2 separate regions of the Ovis aries genome follow, and region 2 is linked to region 1. Evidence: chromatin contacts called from public Hi-C data. All regions are on one chromosome and are shown on one strand. The core of a region is the stretch at or near the end of the contact, and the rest is flanking DNA. Distances in the headings are between cores, read along the strand shown.

What was found. Hi-C and Micro-C count contacts between places; a contact is called where the count stands out from the background.
Region 2: a Hi-C map of hypothalamus shows a contact between it and region 1, with 2.5 times the contacts expected there. The contact joins the promoter of STAM2 here to the promoter of ARL6IP6 in region 1. A contact is called at or near these places in 2 of 16 Hi-C or Micro-C datasets (hypothalamus and tail adipose tissue).

What each region holds. Positions count from the first base shown.
Region 1 is chr2:156,897,905-156,905,473 of ARS-UI_Ramb_v3.0, forward strand. ARL6IP6 (ADP ribosylation factor like GTPase 6 interacting protein 6) reads right to left here and starts at 4,792. Exons shown (of 4, transcript XM_060409926.1): 1 at 4,384-4,792; 2 at 2,521-2,574. The coding sequence starts at 4,783. PRPF40A (pre-mRNA processing factor 40 homolog A) reads left to right here and starts at 5,907. Exons shown (of 25, transcript XM_027964951.3): 1 at 5,907-6,012; 2 at 7,268-7,399. The coding sequence starts at 5,929.
Region 2 is chr2:157,419,986-157,427,206 of ARS-UI_Ramb_v3.0, forward strand. STAM2 (signal transducing adaptor molecule 2) reads left to right here and starts at 4,782. Exons shown (of 16, transcript XR_009599338.1): 1 at 4,782-4,916.

The DNA of each region.
Region 1 (7,569 bases), core at 3,542-6,041:
TATCCTGCCAGTGTTTTAGGGCTTTTTGCTTTTCTCTTCTTTTTTTGCCTTGGTTCTTTTACTGTTATCAGCAATATACAAAATTTTACAAAGACTCTGCTGCAGAATAGGATAACATATTTGTGAATTTTTAGATGAAATATTAGAGTTACCCTACCCAGCTACAGAGTACTATATTATTTCCTTAGTAGACTGCGGGCTCAAATTATAAGGTTCATATTATACACCCACTAAAAAGATCAAGTTTATGGTTTCAATCAGCTTTCACTGTGAGGAAGAAACTGAGTCCGTTGCTACCAACTTGCACCTTTCTAAGAGAATGGGTCATTTCCCAACACATCCTTTCCCTTGGAAATTTTTACCATATTTCTAATGTTCTGTATCATTCAGTTATGATGATACAAAGTCTCATTTATCACTCTGCAGAAGAAAAGAAATCAATCATCATCTCTTTAAATGAGCAGGCTTCATCTTTGTCAGTCATCTCTCCTCTGGAAAATGTGTAGAAGCCTGGAAACATCTCAAGCATAAAACGAGCAGTAAATGGGCAGCTAAAAAATAAACAGCCCTTGACACTGCTAGGAATCTGCTCCTAGCCACAAAAGAGACTTAAAGGTAACTACTAACTAATAGATGTCATAGGAACCAAAGATTAAATTTAAAACCTTTTTTAGACACTGAAGGAACTCCACAAAATCTGATTACAATTTCCGTATAGTACTATTTACAGTGTTTGTAAAAGTACTAGCACTACATTTGATAACAACAGTCTCAGATTAAGGAGTATCTGCTAAGGGCAATTCCTTCTATTATTTTATGCACTTATTTCAGATTTGCCTCAAATAAAAAATCATTTATCATTCTTTCTTATACTTTCCTAGTTATAAAACTAAGGAAAAAATGCAAAAATTGGAAATAGGACTAACTGTGAAACGTGATAAAATTTGGGAAAATGCTGAAAGAAAAGCAAATGTGGAAAATGAAACAGTTCAATGTTATATATGATTAGTGCAATCAATTTGGCCAGAAAATAACTTCAAGGAGGAATGGCTGGAATGTGATTTTCAACTAAATGACCTTAAGTTTTATTTTATTAATTTATCTGAAAAATAGGCTTACAGGACAATTATAAAAGGAAAGCCCTACGAACTCTGCAGTGTGATTCCAATGCCACCCAGGGAAGATTTGGGGAGATGAGTTCCAAAGCCAACCGCAAGTATTAATCACATCTCCTTGGTGGGACTACCTCACTAGTTAAGATGAACACTAATAGCCTAATCCTGTTAGCCATTAGGATCAATTAACTCCCAAAGGCACTGATAACAATGCTCATCAGGAACTCTAGGGGGGTTCATGTTTGGGAACGCATGTAAAAATTAAAGATTTTAAAATTAAAAATAAAATAAAATAAAACAACTATAAATGGGGCTCCCCATGAACATTTCTTTCACAGAAATAAGCATGAGCATAGCAGTGTCTCAGCTCCTTTAGAAACTAAGTTTCTTAACAGGCATTTAGGCTTATATACTGTTCCTTTCAGTCAAGAGTTGACAGATCAATAAATGCTATGAAAAGCCTTATGATCACTGTTGATTTTAGAGATGCAACAGTTTAACAACACAGAGGCACACTAACAAAATGAGCAACTGAAAAGGACGTGTTTTCTCATGCCAGAAGTTAAGCACAGACAAGTTTTCATGGGACATCCAGCAAACTAATCTGTTCATAATTTGAAGATGTAAAGCTTCCCTTTCGGCAAAATCAGGTGGACTCTGTTGTCCTAATCATGAGGACATTAGGCTTGAAGAGCTAATTTAAATAGTTAGCTAAGATTGGGAGAGGGAATAACAAGTGGGATAGGCTCTCAATCATTTCCCATACCCTCATCCCCAATTCAAAGTGATCAGCCAAATAAATTATAGCAAATAGGAGAAAAATATGCCAGACAGGTAAAATTCTGAACTCTTCACAATTATTTTGGCAGAGAAAAATAAAGATTAAATAACAACTGAATTTTTTACTACAAATCTGTAAACTAGCATTCTACTGACATTCTATAGAAACTCAGGTCTTTTCCCTGGTCATAACTAGCTTGTGTTAAGTATACCCAATACTTTTCATATTTTTTAAAAAACCAAGTTGCTTATAAGGAGATTTGAACTTAAACTTCTGAGGCCTGCTTAAGATGTTATCTTTGTTAAGTCTGTGGGGAAATGTTTGTTTACCTCCTCAAAAGAAGTGTAGAGAAGCTTTTGCAAAAGGTAACTAAAAAATGTTAAGTATTCTCTGGGTCTGTTACATACAGTTGTGTTCAAAATATATTCCTAGTGTGTCTGGCATACACACAAACATATACATAAAAAGAAAGTCTAACGAAATATACCACATACATATACAAGTGAAGAAAAGTGAACCACCACCACACAGGGAATATATTAAGTATTTTATCCAAACCTGTATATCATTAAAACATAAAAAACAACAGTGAGCTCAAAAATCAAGTGACAGTAAGGTCCATACCTAACAGTCCAGTGTTTACATCATCTTCATTCTTCAAATTTTCAGCATGTAACTCTGTAAATACAAAAAAGAGATGATTTTATAACTTGAACAGAAACGCAAAGGCTAGAAAGACGCAGAGTTCTGGAAACTGCTCTGGAGCTGGGAACAACTAGGTTCAAACCTGGATTCCATTTACTAGCTATGTGACTTTCAGGAAGCAAATAAGATGTCTTTATGATCAACTGCTATGTATTTAAAATGGGAATTTCTATTCCCAAGACATTTTATACAAGGCAAATTACTAGTTTTTGAGTTCAGCTCTTTATTCTCCAAAATAAACACAGTTTAAGGTCTCCTGCAATGCACTTCCACTTACCAAGTTTTATGACTTTATGAACAAAGGCAATCTCTCTGAGTAAAACAGAAATAACTACCTACAAGACAAAACTGAGCTGCTTTGAAAAAATGGAGGAAGGGAGTGGTTGAGGAATGAAACACTGGTACCCAAATATTTAACACTGACAGTTTACACCCTGTACCATTGTATGAAGAGGTCAAACTCTCACATTAACATGCCAATCTGTCTTCTGTATGAAAATCAAGCATGGAGAGGTGTTGCTACTGCTAAGTCACTTCAGTCGTGTCCGACTCTGTGCAACCCCATAGATGGCAGCCCACCAGGCTCCCTCCTCCCTGGGATTCTCCAGGCAGGAACACTGGAGTGGGGTGCCATTTCCTTCTCCAATGCATGAAAGTGAAAAGTGAAAGTGAAGTCGCTCAGTCATGTGCGACCCTCAGCGACCCCATGGACTGCAGCCCACCAGGCTCTTTCATCCATGGGATTTTCCAGGCAAGAGTACTGGAGTGAGGTGCCATTGCCTTCTCCAGGAGAGGTGTTAGATGCCATGAACAGCTCATGAGGGGCCTGAAGCAAAGAGGGAAATAAAAACTATAATTAAATAGATTTAATTCTACTTAGTGAAGTAAAACTAATACTCGAGTGATGTGTTGGGTGCTTTTCATACAACTAAGGTAGTTTTTTTCCCCAATAACTTAGCCAAAATCACAGAACTGAGGTTTCAACTCAGGTCTGATTCTTCCTATGGTAAAATATCCAAACACATAATACATTTGTACGAGTTCTGGAAAACCTATCAAGGCATATTTCTATTTCAACCTGGCCAGTATTTCAACTTCAGACACGGAAATGTAAAACCATTAATCAGAGAAAGAACAGACTTGGTTTGCAACAGAATTTCACCAATACACTGGGTTGCAAACCTAGTACAAAATCCAAGAGGGACTATTTTACCTAAGTAGCGTTCTTGCCTGGAGAATGCCAGGGACGGGGGAGCCTGGTGGGCTGCCATCTATGGGGTCGCACAGAGTCGGACACGACTGAAGCGACTTAGCAGCAGCAGACATTTTGGGCTGTGCAATGGAAATCCTTGTTCTTTAGGAACTCAATGTGTACAGAACAGGTGGACTGTACACCTCTAGCCATTTGTGGAACTCGTATAGCTTTTTTAGATTACCCTTTTCACCGCCTTCCTCTAAGGATAGTTGTTTTGCATTTTGCTTGATTTTACCAACATTTTATCCCCAAGTGTTCACTGATTTCATTATTTCTTCAAGACTACCAACCTATCAAGACTCTTTCTTAAAATGGGCCTCTTGATCACCGACCAAAGTCTTCTACTTTTAAGAAAAGAGAAGACAAAGGGGAAGACCAAAGAAAAGTGCGGGTAAGGCGTACGGATGAAACCAGCTACCAAGCTTGCAGCTTCGATAGGGGAGAGGGCGATGAAGGCAAAGGCCACGTCCAGGCTCAACCGAAGTTAACTCTGGATAGACTTTCAAGGCCCGGGCTTCCTTCTGTACCTTTTACGATCAGGTAGGTGATGGCGAGCACGCAGGCAAGGAGGATGGCGAACAGCAGCGAACAGAGAATTGAGAGGACCTGGACCGGCCAACGCCGAGCCAGGGCTTTACCACCCGCATCCGCCGAGAAAATTCCATTGCGTTTATCGGGCAGAATCGGAGATCCGTCCCCATCTGTCCGGAGTACCGGGTCCTTTCTGAGTTTCGATGACGCCCCGGCCGAGAACTCCGCCCGCAAATCACGGGCCACTTGGTCGCATCCCTCCTCCTCTTCGACTTCGCCCTCACCCCAGCTATCTCCCTGACTGAAAACTGAATACGGAGGTCGAGCGAACGGGACAGGGGTGCCGGGCCGGCGGCGCAGAAGGGCCGAACGCCTCCCGCTCTCCACAAACGACATGGCGGGAAAGACACTCAGGCCCTCGGAGGTCCAACGTCGCCCACCTACCCCGCCCCGCGGTCGCAGTAGCCAATGAGCAGCCTGGCCCCCCCGCGGCCTCCACCACTAGGCCCAGGCGCGCAGGGGTGCGTGCTGGGGCAAGGAAGGTGCCGTGGGGCCGACGAGAGGCTGAGCGCCCCTGGACCAGAGCACTACCCGCAAGCAGTACGAGGGAAGGCGAGCCGAGGCCCAAGGCAGCCGAGTTTCCTCTCCGTGCAGCGTTTAGTCTCTCCGCCAAAAACCTCCGCCACCTTCGCGTCACCTCTAAACTAGCGCGTGCCTTCGCAGTCCCAAAGCCGCACCTCCTCTACGCCCGGTCCTAGCGCCCGCCAACACACATTCCCGAACCTGTTTGCTTTCTCCCATCTTCTCTGCACCTGCACTCTCCCTCGGCTTCCCTCAGTAATGGAAGCTCAGCGCCTAGCGCCCTCATCTCCCTTAACTGCCCAATACAGGTTTCCCTTTCACATTGTTCTCCCCGCCCCTACCACAACTTTCCTCCACGCCGCTGGGCAGGCCTCCACCCCTGCCCCACCCTGGCGCGCGCCGCCCAGCTGGTGCGTAAGGAGCTCGAACCCGCTCCTAACGACCCCTCCTCTAGCTTGCCCCGCCCCCTTCCTCCGCCTGTAGTTCCGCGCGCAAGCTCCTGCCCTGGTCAAGGCTAACGCTAGAGGCTGCTTACCCCACCCCCATCCCATCCCACCTCTGGCGGCCTCAGAGTTGTGGGGCATAGGTAATTCGGACGGGGGAGTGTTGAAGGTGGCAGGCCTCCACTGGTCCACCCCCTACGGGGTGTGGCAGTCTAAGTTCGGGAAGCTGGGACACCGTTGTCTTCCCTTCCCCGGGGAAAGTTGGTGGTTTTCCCTGCAGGGGAATCGGCGCAGAAACTTCTTCCGTCCCCCTCCCCCAACTCCATGCAGTCGACGCTGAGTTAGGGTGAGGCTGGGGGCGAATCGCCAAAGAGCTGCGAGTCAGCAACGCAGTCTGATTGGACAGCAGGGAAGCCTGTCAGCCTACTGGCCCCGCTGATCCCGCCCCATAGCGCAGGGCAGCCTTTAACCTTTGGCCCCACTGGGCGCCAGCCACTCAGATCGCTTCTTGTTGGTATGTGTAGCGGCAGTGGCCGCCGGCGGAGCAGTCTGAGCCCAACGATGAGGCCGGGGACGGGAGCCGAGCGTGGAGGCCTCATGGTGAGTGAAATGGAGAACCATCCTCCCTCGCGGGGTCTCGGGGACGGGGAGCGGAGATTGTCCGGCTCAAGCCTCTGCTCCAGCTCTTGGGTCTCTGCTGACGGCTTCCTGAGGAGACGGCCCTCGGTAAGGGAGCGGTGGGGCAGGGGGAAAGCGGCACAATGAAAAGCGGAGTCAGAGAGACAGGAAGCATTCTCCAAAAGGAGAAGAAGATGAGAGTGGACGAAGGAAGAGCTCGAGATGGTGGGATTTGTTCCGAGGGAGAGAAATGGAGAGCGGGGATGCACAAAGGAAAGGAAGTGGGACCCTGGAAGTTCTCAGTAGGTTCGGCCTAGGCAGATGCGCGGTGGAGGTGCTGGGCCCAGGGCGGGGTGAGCGTTTTGGAGAGGTAGGCCGGGTTAAGCAGGGAGGGGGAGGCGGAGACGGAGACTTTTTCCGTAGACTTTTAACAGAGTCTGCCAGAATCTTAACTAATAGTAGTGGTGTTCGCCGCAGGGGGATAGGTGGGAGAATTGGCAGGAGATAACTACCTGGTTTTACGACCTGGAACAATGGACACAAGTAAAAAAAGGAGTTGTCTTATAAAAAGCGCATTAAGGTGCCTAAATTAGTTGTTTACGTTTAGTGTTCGTAAATAACAGAGCTTAGTCTTTGGGGGGAAAATTTTTTTTTGCATAAGTAATTTTAGCTGTGTTAGAGATTCCATTAGGAAATAATATGTTTGTTTGTTAGGAGTAAAGTGTCCCCGGGTACCGACGCTGTCTTTTATAAGATCAGCCCTCATCTCAGTTAATTGGGTAAATTTTCAGCGTTCTAAAGCTTAAAATCAGCTTAGAAATGAACTTGATAATGCGACGTTATAAAATAAACATAGTTGGCTATCTTATATCTGTGAAGTAGGACAAAGTTGTGGTTTTCACCATAACAGTTAAAGTGGCCTTCACATGCATTTCCTCCCAGTTTAGCAAGCCAACTGGCAATTGATTAAATCAGCATGCTCTTAAAAAAAAAAGAACAACTATGAATTAGGTGTCCGGTACTGATTTTAATTTTTCCTTTTTCTGAAGTTTGGTCAAATTCAAGCTCATAAATACTGGTATGATTCTTTTATTTAAGACAAGAAAGTATAAGCTAAGTAATTGAGTCGAACATTAGCCAAATATTATGTCATGCACAAAACTGATTTGTAGGAGTCAGATTTTTGAGAAGCATTTATTGAAACTTGGCAAATTTTTAAATTGTCCCTCTTTTTCAGATGGGGCACCCTGGCATGCATTATGCCCCAATGGGAATGCATCCTATGGGTCAGAGAGCGAATATGCCTCCTGTACCTCATGGAATGATGCCACAAATGATGCCCCCAATGGGAGGACCACCAATGGGACAAGTAAGAATGTTTTGTTTTGTATTTATTTGTTTACTTTTGCCTGTGGTATTCTTATGTCAAAGAATTTCAAAATTTGGGTCAATACTTACAGCTGTTTGTTTCATTTTATGTCAAAATAATGTTTTAAGTAAGTGAAATGTGGAATAATCATGACACTAATCAAATTTTGA
Region 2 (7,221 bases), core at 3,532-6,031, 520 kb after region 1:
GTGAAACTCCTGTTTGCAGAAAAGGGTTAGCATAGCAGGTCTGAGACTGCAGTCCTTAGAAAGGCCTGCTTGTCATGCCATTACATTAAGTAAATCAACAACAAGGATTTATTGTATAGTGCAAGTGACCATAATCAATATCTTGTCGTAACCTATACTAACAGATAAGAATCTGAAGCTGTACACCCAAGACTAACACAGTATTGTAAGTCAATTATAGTTACATTTTAAAAAAAAGCAACTAGAGATTATGATATTAAGTGAAATAAATCAGAAAAAGAAAGGCAAATATTGATACCACTTATATGTGGAGTCTAAAATATGACGCAAATGAATCTATGAAACAGAAACAGAATCAGGGACATAGAGAATAGCCTGGTAGTTGCCATGGGGGAATAGGGTGGAAGCTGATTGAATTGAGAGTGTGGGGGTAGCAGATGCAAACTGGTACATGTAGAATGGATAAATAGCAAGGTCTATTGTATAGTCAGGGAACTATATTCAATATCCTGTGATAAACCATAAAGAAAAAGACTATGAAAAAAATGTGTGTGTGTGTGTGTATAAAACTGAGTCACTTTGCTGTACAGCAGTAATCAACATGACATTGTAATTCAACTGTAGTTCAATAAAAAATAAATTTTAAAAAAGAGGGCATCTGGGAACTTAGATTTGGGGAAAGTTGCCATAATATCCCTGATAAGGATGACTCCTGGTGCCTGAAGTGTTTGTACAAACAATATGGTTTATGCTGAACATCTGCTTTCCCTCTGAGAGGCTGAAAGTATGGGTGGGTATTAGGTAGAAGGTGACTGTGTGGCTAGTCCCCAATAAAAAACCCCTGGGCATTGAATTTGCAATGAGCTTACCTGGCAGATGACATTTCATACATGTTTTGGGTTGATTTAGGCAAGTCCTGTGTGCTGCCCCTGAGAGAGGACTCTTGGAAGCCCATACTCCAGACTTTACCCTATGTACCTTTACCCTTTGCTTATTCTGCTTTATACCCTCTAGTTGTAAAAAAAAAAAAAAAATACAGTCATGAAGGTGACTATATGCTGAATCCTATGAGTCCCAGTGAATCATTAAACCTGGTGGTGAGGTTGGGGACATCTGGCACACCAGAATTGGATTCTGGGGAAAAAAAGAGGCCATTAATGTAAACGATGGTAAAATCCCAACAAATCTGGGGTTCAGTTAATAGTAATGAACTAATGTTAGTTTCTTAGTTTTGACAAATTTACTATGGAAATATAAGATGTTAACCACAGGAGAAAGGAGTGAGAAATAAATGAAACCTCTCTGTACTATCATTGTAACTTTCTTGTAAATCTAAAATTATTTGAAAATAAAAATTTTATTTCAAAAATACACAAGCCCACAGATTGAACCCGCATCTCCTGCATTGGCAGGCAGGATCTTTATCACTGAGTCACCTGGGATGCAATTGTGAGAGTCTGTTTAGTTGCTCAGTTGTGTCCAGCTCTTTGAGACACCATGGGCTGTAGCTTGCCAGGTTTCTCTGTCCATGGGGATGCTCCAGGCAAGAATACTGGAATGGATTGCCACTCTCTCCATCAGCAGATCTTCCCACCCCAGGGATCAAACTCAGGTCTTCCACACTGCAGGTGGATTCTTTACCATCTGAGCCAGCAGGGAGGCCCAGCTGTGAGAGCAGCAGAACAGAGTGGAGACTAACGTCAGGGCCCTGCAGGGGAGAGGATGAGCCCCAGACACCGAGGATGATGGGGATATCTGGGTGGATACTCTGTAAACTCCGAGCTGATAGATTACCTCAGTATCCTGGACCCACAGAAGTGGTGTGCTTGACCCTTCTAGAGTACAGTGGCTCCCGTAGCCTGAAGACCATGGAGAAGCTCCATCTGAGGAAGATGCCTTCCAAGATGCAACTTTCCCTTCTCAAGATTTCCCTTTGGATCCAGAACCAACCAAATCACAGCTTTCTTTGCTTACCTCAATCCTTATTTTCTGAAGTACTAAAAAGAGGTCATGTTCCTTAATCTTTTGCAAGGGAGAAAAAAAAATATTCCCACAACCCTCTTTAGTGTTTCTAGACCAATAACTAGCGTCGTTTCAAGTGCCTCTCTTCTTCATGGCCTGACTGGGGAAGCACTGACCCTTTTATAGAATAAAAAGAGTTATTCACCAAATTTGTACTGGCAGAATTGGAAGAACATACCTGGGGATAGATTTTGTTATATGTTCAGAGAAAGTGGTGTGAATTAAAAATATAGATTTGTAGAGTGTAAACCTAAAATAACAGCAACAGTTAACAAAAAACCCTAGACTGAATTCAACTGAAATTGATGAGATCATTTTGTTATCAGGGAGACTAGGGCTCAAAAGAGGTTGTACTACAGAAATTTTGCACACCTGAACTTGTGGACTGCCACTGACATATCTTTTAGTGCTTCATTAACTTCATTAGGTGAAGTAACAATGAGCTTTCTTTGTATCTCCCTGTTTCTAATACAGGGTCTGGATCTCAGTGACTATTAGATATTTTTTTAATTGGATTCACCAAGAGACTGGAGTTACTTGGCACAGATAATTAAATACCTAGAGATTCTTAAGCATGTTTGCTATTAAAGATGTGGAAGAGTTAAGGAATCTCTTTAAAATGTGAATACTTTCCAAAGGTGAATTCTCAGCCCTTTGCTCTTATCTCAATACAGTCTCCTCTAAAAAATCTCTTCTTCAAGTGCTTCCTAAACTAGCTGTCTGGCCTGCTTCTTAACGTGTATCATGCACAATGCAGTCAGGTGAGTATCTGGGAACTTTTTGTGTACTCCTCTGCTGCTCAAAATCTTCAAATGATCATCTAGTGCCTTCAGTGATAAAATTAAAAATTCTTAACTTGCTCCTTAAGGCTCTTTCCTATGTTTCCTCTTATGTCTATCTAGTCTCATTTTCCATTCCAACACTGTCTTAATCCCAGACAAATCCACCTAGAAAATCTCCAGATATATTTTGAACATCCTAGGTTCAATGTTTTTGAAAATCAGCTTCTCTTCACCTGCAAATGTTTCCTCCTTATTTGTTAACCTATCTTTATGATACAAAATGCAACCACTTTTCTGAACTATGCCATGTATAAAGGTTCTCGTCTTTGTTTCAAATCTTTATACCAGAGGTTGTAAAATGGTTTTGTTTGGCCCGTTGTTAAAATATTGAAGTCATTTTAAGATTAAAAAAAAATAATCATTAATAAATTGGAAGCTCTAGTAGGGTCCACACTTCAACTAATGGCTTAAGTTTACTGGTAGTTGCCAAGTACTGTTTAGTTGCATTTGAAAGGTATTTATTGAGCTTTATTTGAAAAGTATTTATTAGGTGCTGGACACTTTTAAATGCTGGGGATACAGCAAGGAACAAAAATAATCATGGAGTTTATATTCTAAAGAGAGAGATAACATAGTAAGTAAATTATATAGTTGTTTATTATTTAGTTTCTCGGTCTTTTCCAACTCTGAGACACCATGGACTATAGCTTGTTAGGATCCTCTCTTCATGGTATCTCCCAGGATACTGAAGTGAATTGCCATTTCCTCCTCCAGAGGATTTTCCCAACCCAGGGATGGAATCTACGTTTCTCCCGTATTCCAGGCGGGTTCTTAACCACCGAGCCACCAGTAAAGTCCCAAGACATACTAGGAATTTTTTATATATTAATAATTTATTGGCCCTAATATATTATGATATATATTATTTTGAACGGCGGTGTTGGAGAAGACGCTTGAGAGTCCCTTGAACTGCAAGAAGTTCCAACCAGTCCATCCTAAAGGAAATCAGTCCTAAATATTCACTGGAAGGACTGATGCTGAAGCTGAAAATCCAATACTTTGACCACCTGATGCGAAGAACTGACTCATTGGAAAAGACCTTGATGCTGGGAAAGATTGAAGGCAGGAGGAGAAAGGGATGACAGAGCAAGAGATGATTGGATGGCATCACCGACTCCATGGACAGGAGTTTGAGTAAACTCCGGGAGTTGGTGATGGACAGGGAAGCCTGGCGTGCTGCAGTTCATGGGGTCGCAGAGTCGGACACGACTGAGCGATTGAACTAAATTGAGTCCAGCAGTATTCTCATGGCAAGACCACGATGGAAAGAGAAAAGACAGGAGTCGGCACAGAGCCATTGTTACTTCGGCCGCTGCTTCTAGGGTGGTTATTCCCGAGGGGTTTAGGCGCCGGAGAGTGCCGCCCTGCAAGCGCTATGGGCGGAACCAAACCCTTGGCCGACTCTGCGCTACCAAGGCTCCTTCCGTTTCCAAGGCAACGGGACTGTGACGCGAACGCAGCCGCGGCCCCAAAGCCGTGTGGCACCACAGCTTAGAAAGGAACCAATTTGGAGAGAGCTTGGTCGTCTGAACCCGCAGCCCTAGGCTGAGAACCCCGGACGACCGTACCCTTAGAAAAGCTGCCTCCGGCAGTGCAACTTCCGGGCCTCTGGCTTCGCCCAGTCCCAGGCGCGACGACTTCCGGCCGCGAAGGTCCCCTGCTCCGTGGCTTGCCCGGGTCCTAGCCATGGACAGGTGGCCGCGGCGGCTGCCTAACCCCTATTGGAACTTCGGACTAGGGCTGCCGCCTCCTCCGCGCGGGCGGCGGACACAGGAGCGCTGAGAAGATGCCCGCGGCTGGCGGGACCTCTCCCCGGGAGGAGAGTTGAGGGCGGAGCGCGGACCGGGAGCTGGCCCATCAGGCGGGATCCGGGCAGATGCGGTGGCGGAAGTGCTGGGACGTGGTCGGGGCCGAGCTAGACGTCTAGGAAGCCGCCGCGGCGGGTCCTCCAGCCCCGAGCAGCTGCCGAGCCTCTGCGTGACCGCAGCGACGAAGGCTCGGGCGCCGGCGAGATGCCTCTGTTCACCGCCAACCCCTTCGAGCAAGATGTGGGTAAGTGCTGGGCCCGGCCCTGGGCCGTTGTTTGTTGTGTTAGAAAGTGGGCGGTGGCGACTCTGGGAACTGGAAAGCCTAGGAAAGGGGGCGGCGCCGCCGCTCATAGGCATCCAGGAATTTTTTTGAGAGGGTGGGCAGCCTCGGCGCGTCCTCAGCGGCCTGGGGCATGTCTCCAGCCCACCTGAGGTTGGGGACCTCGAACAAGGACCATTCCTCTCGTCAAACTCAGGAATAGGGAGGAGCCTGGGGCTCTCTGGAGACTTCACTAATTGAGCAATTACGGAGTTGATGACACAAACTTTCAGCTCCCACTAGAGCTGGTTGAGTCTGGTGTCCCCCGGCCCTGCAGCCCCCTGCCCCGTGCTTAGGAAATGGTGCAGCAGACGCTGATGTGTAAGGCACTCAACACTTAGAGACTTAAAGTTGTTCCTGTTCAGTAGAAGGGAGGTGTTTTACCTCGCTTATATCCAGATGCGTCCAAGCCGTGATAGCAACTATTTACGGTAGTTGGAAGTGTTACTCTACCCATGGATGGCGCAAGTGCTATAAGGTGTTCTGTCTTTTATGAAAAGGAAAACCCCAAGATTTCAGAATAGTCCAGAACACCTGATATTTTACTTGTTGAGGGGTCGTCAGTGATTATGGAGCGAGATAATTAGGTTATGAAAAAGAAACCGCCAAGATTTCAGAACAATCCAGAACACCTGATGTTTTACTTGTTGAGAGGTTTTCAGTGATTATAGAGTGAGAAAAAGATGAACTGGGTATGAGAACTTACTTGTGGCATTAGAAAAGCAGTAACTGAAGCTGACTAAAGTAAATATTGATATTTTTGTAGCAGCAGTTAACTGTAGATACAGTTTTAGGATTTAGTGTAATGAAATGCATGGCTGAAAATTGCCAGTCATACTGAATATTGCACATCACAGAATATTGCACCTGTTTCATAGTTACAATTTTCTGACTATGGGAAAAGTCTAGAAAGTGCCCTGTTGTGGTTTGTGATTTCAAAAGTGCTTATTCAAAAGTCTAATAAGTATTTTCTATTTCCAGAGAGCTAGAAAATATTATATGTTTTGACCCTTTTGGTTTTCAAGTATGTAATTCCATAATTTCATTCAGCTTTTCTCTTGGTAGTTTAACATTGGTGACTGTTATAAATCTCGGAAGCATCACGTTGAGGCTCACAACCTCTGCCTTTGGAGTACCTAATGATGTCTTCTTCCTTGCAGTGAGACCTACACTTTTTATTGTTGTTGTGAAGACTTTTGTTTTGTCACAGTTTTAAAAAAGAAAAAAGCAAACTAGAATAAGACAAGTGATTTTCAAACTTAAAAATTGTGGAACTCTTCAAGGGAGATTTTTCATGGAAGCCTATTGTTTTCTGATTGAAAACTTCTCTAGTGAAAGTAAGCCTAGTTGCTTTTCTAAACCTTCCCCTCAGTGGCTCCTGAGGTTCCAACATGGTTTAGTAGATCATAGTTTAGTACTGCTGTAATAAAAGAAGCACTGCCCTTCAGACAAAAAAACAAAACAGAACAAAACCATGTATAGATTATTTAATGGGCAGTGCCATCAGCCAAAGCTTCAGGTACTTATTTGTTAACTTAAGTATGACTGACTGGAAGTCAGTATCCAAAAGACAGTTTAAAAATAAAATAGAAAGCTTGATTGTAAACTTCTTTTAGGCAAGTGGTTGGAATTAATAGAGAAAATGGTATGATTTAGGATTTCACATTGACTTTATATCTCTATCATAGAAGGAAAATTACATATTGCTCTTTGAAAGCTTAAAGCTTTCTTTAATTTGAAAGTAAAGTAATATGACACGCAAGTCATTATTTAACTTGCGATGTCCACAGGAATGTTCCTTTGCAATGTCATTGTCCTTTTCACCTGCTGTCTTTGATTCAGTCAGATTTTTATTACCATTGTTTCTTTTTTGTCATTGCTTTGTTTACCTTTCATTTAACAAATAGGCATTGAGTGATTACTGTGCACCAGAAATTGTGTTAAGTTCTGGGGACACAAATTTAATAAACAGACTATGTTCCCTCAAGCAACTCTCTTTCTAATGGTGGATTCGTACACATATAAAAAGATAATTGTAGGGACTTCCCTGGTGGATAAGAATCTGCCTGCAAATGCAGGAGATACAGGTTTGATCTCTGGTCCAGGAAGGTTCCACATGTGATGGAGAAGCTAATCCTGTGTGCTACAACTACTGAGCTTGTGCTCTAGAGCCTGCGAGCTGCAACTCCTGCAACAAGAGAAGCCACCACAAATGAGAAGCCCATGCGCC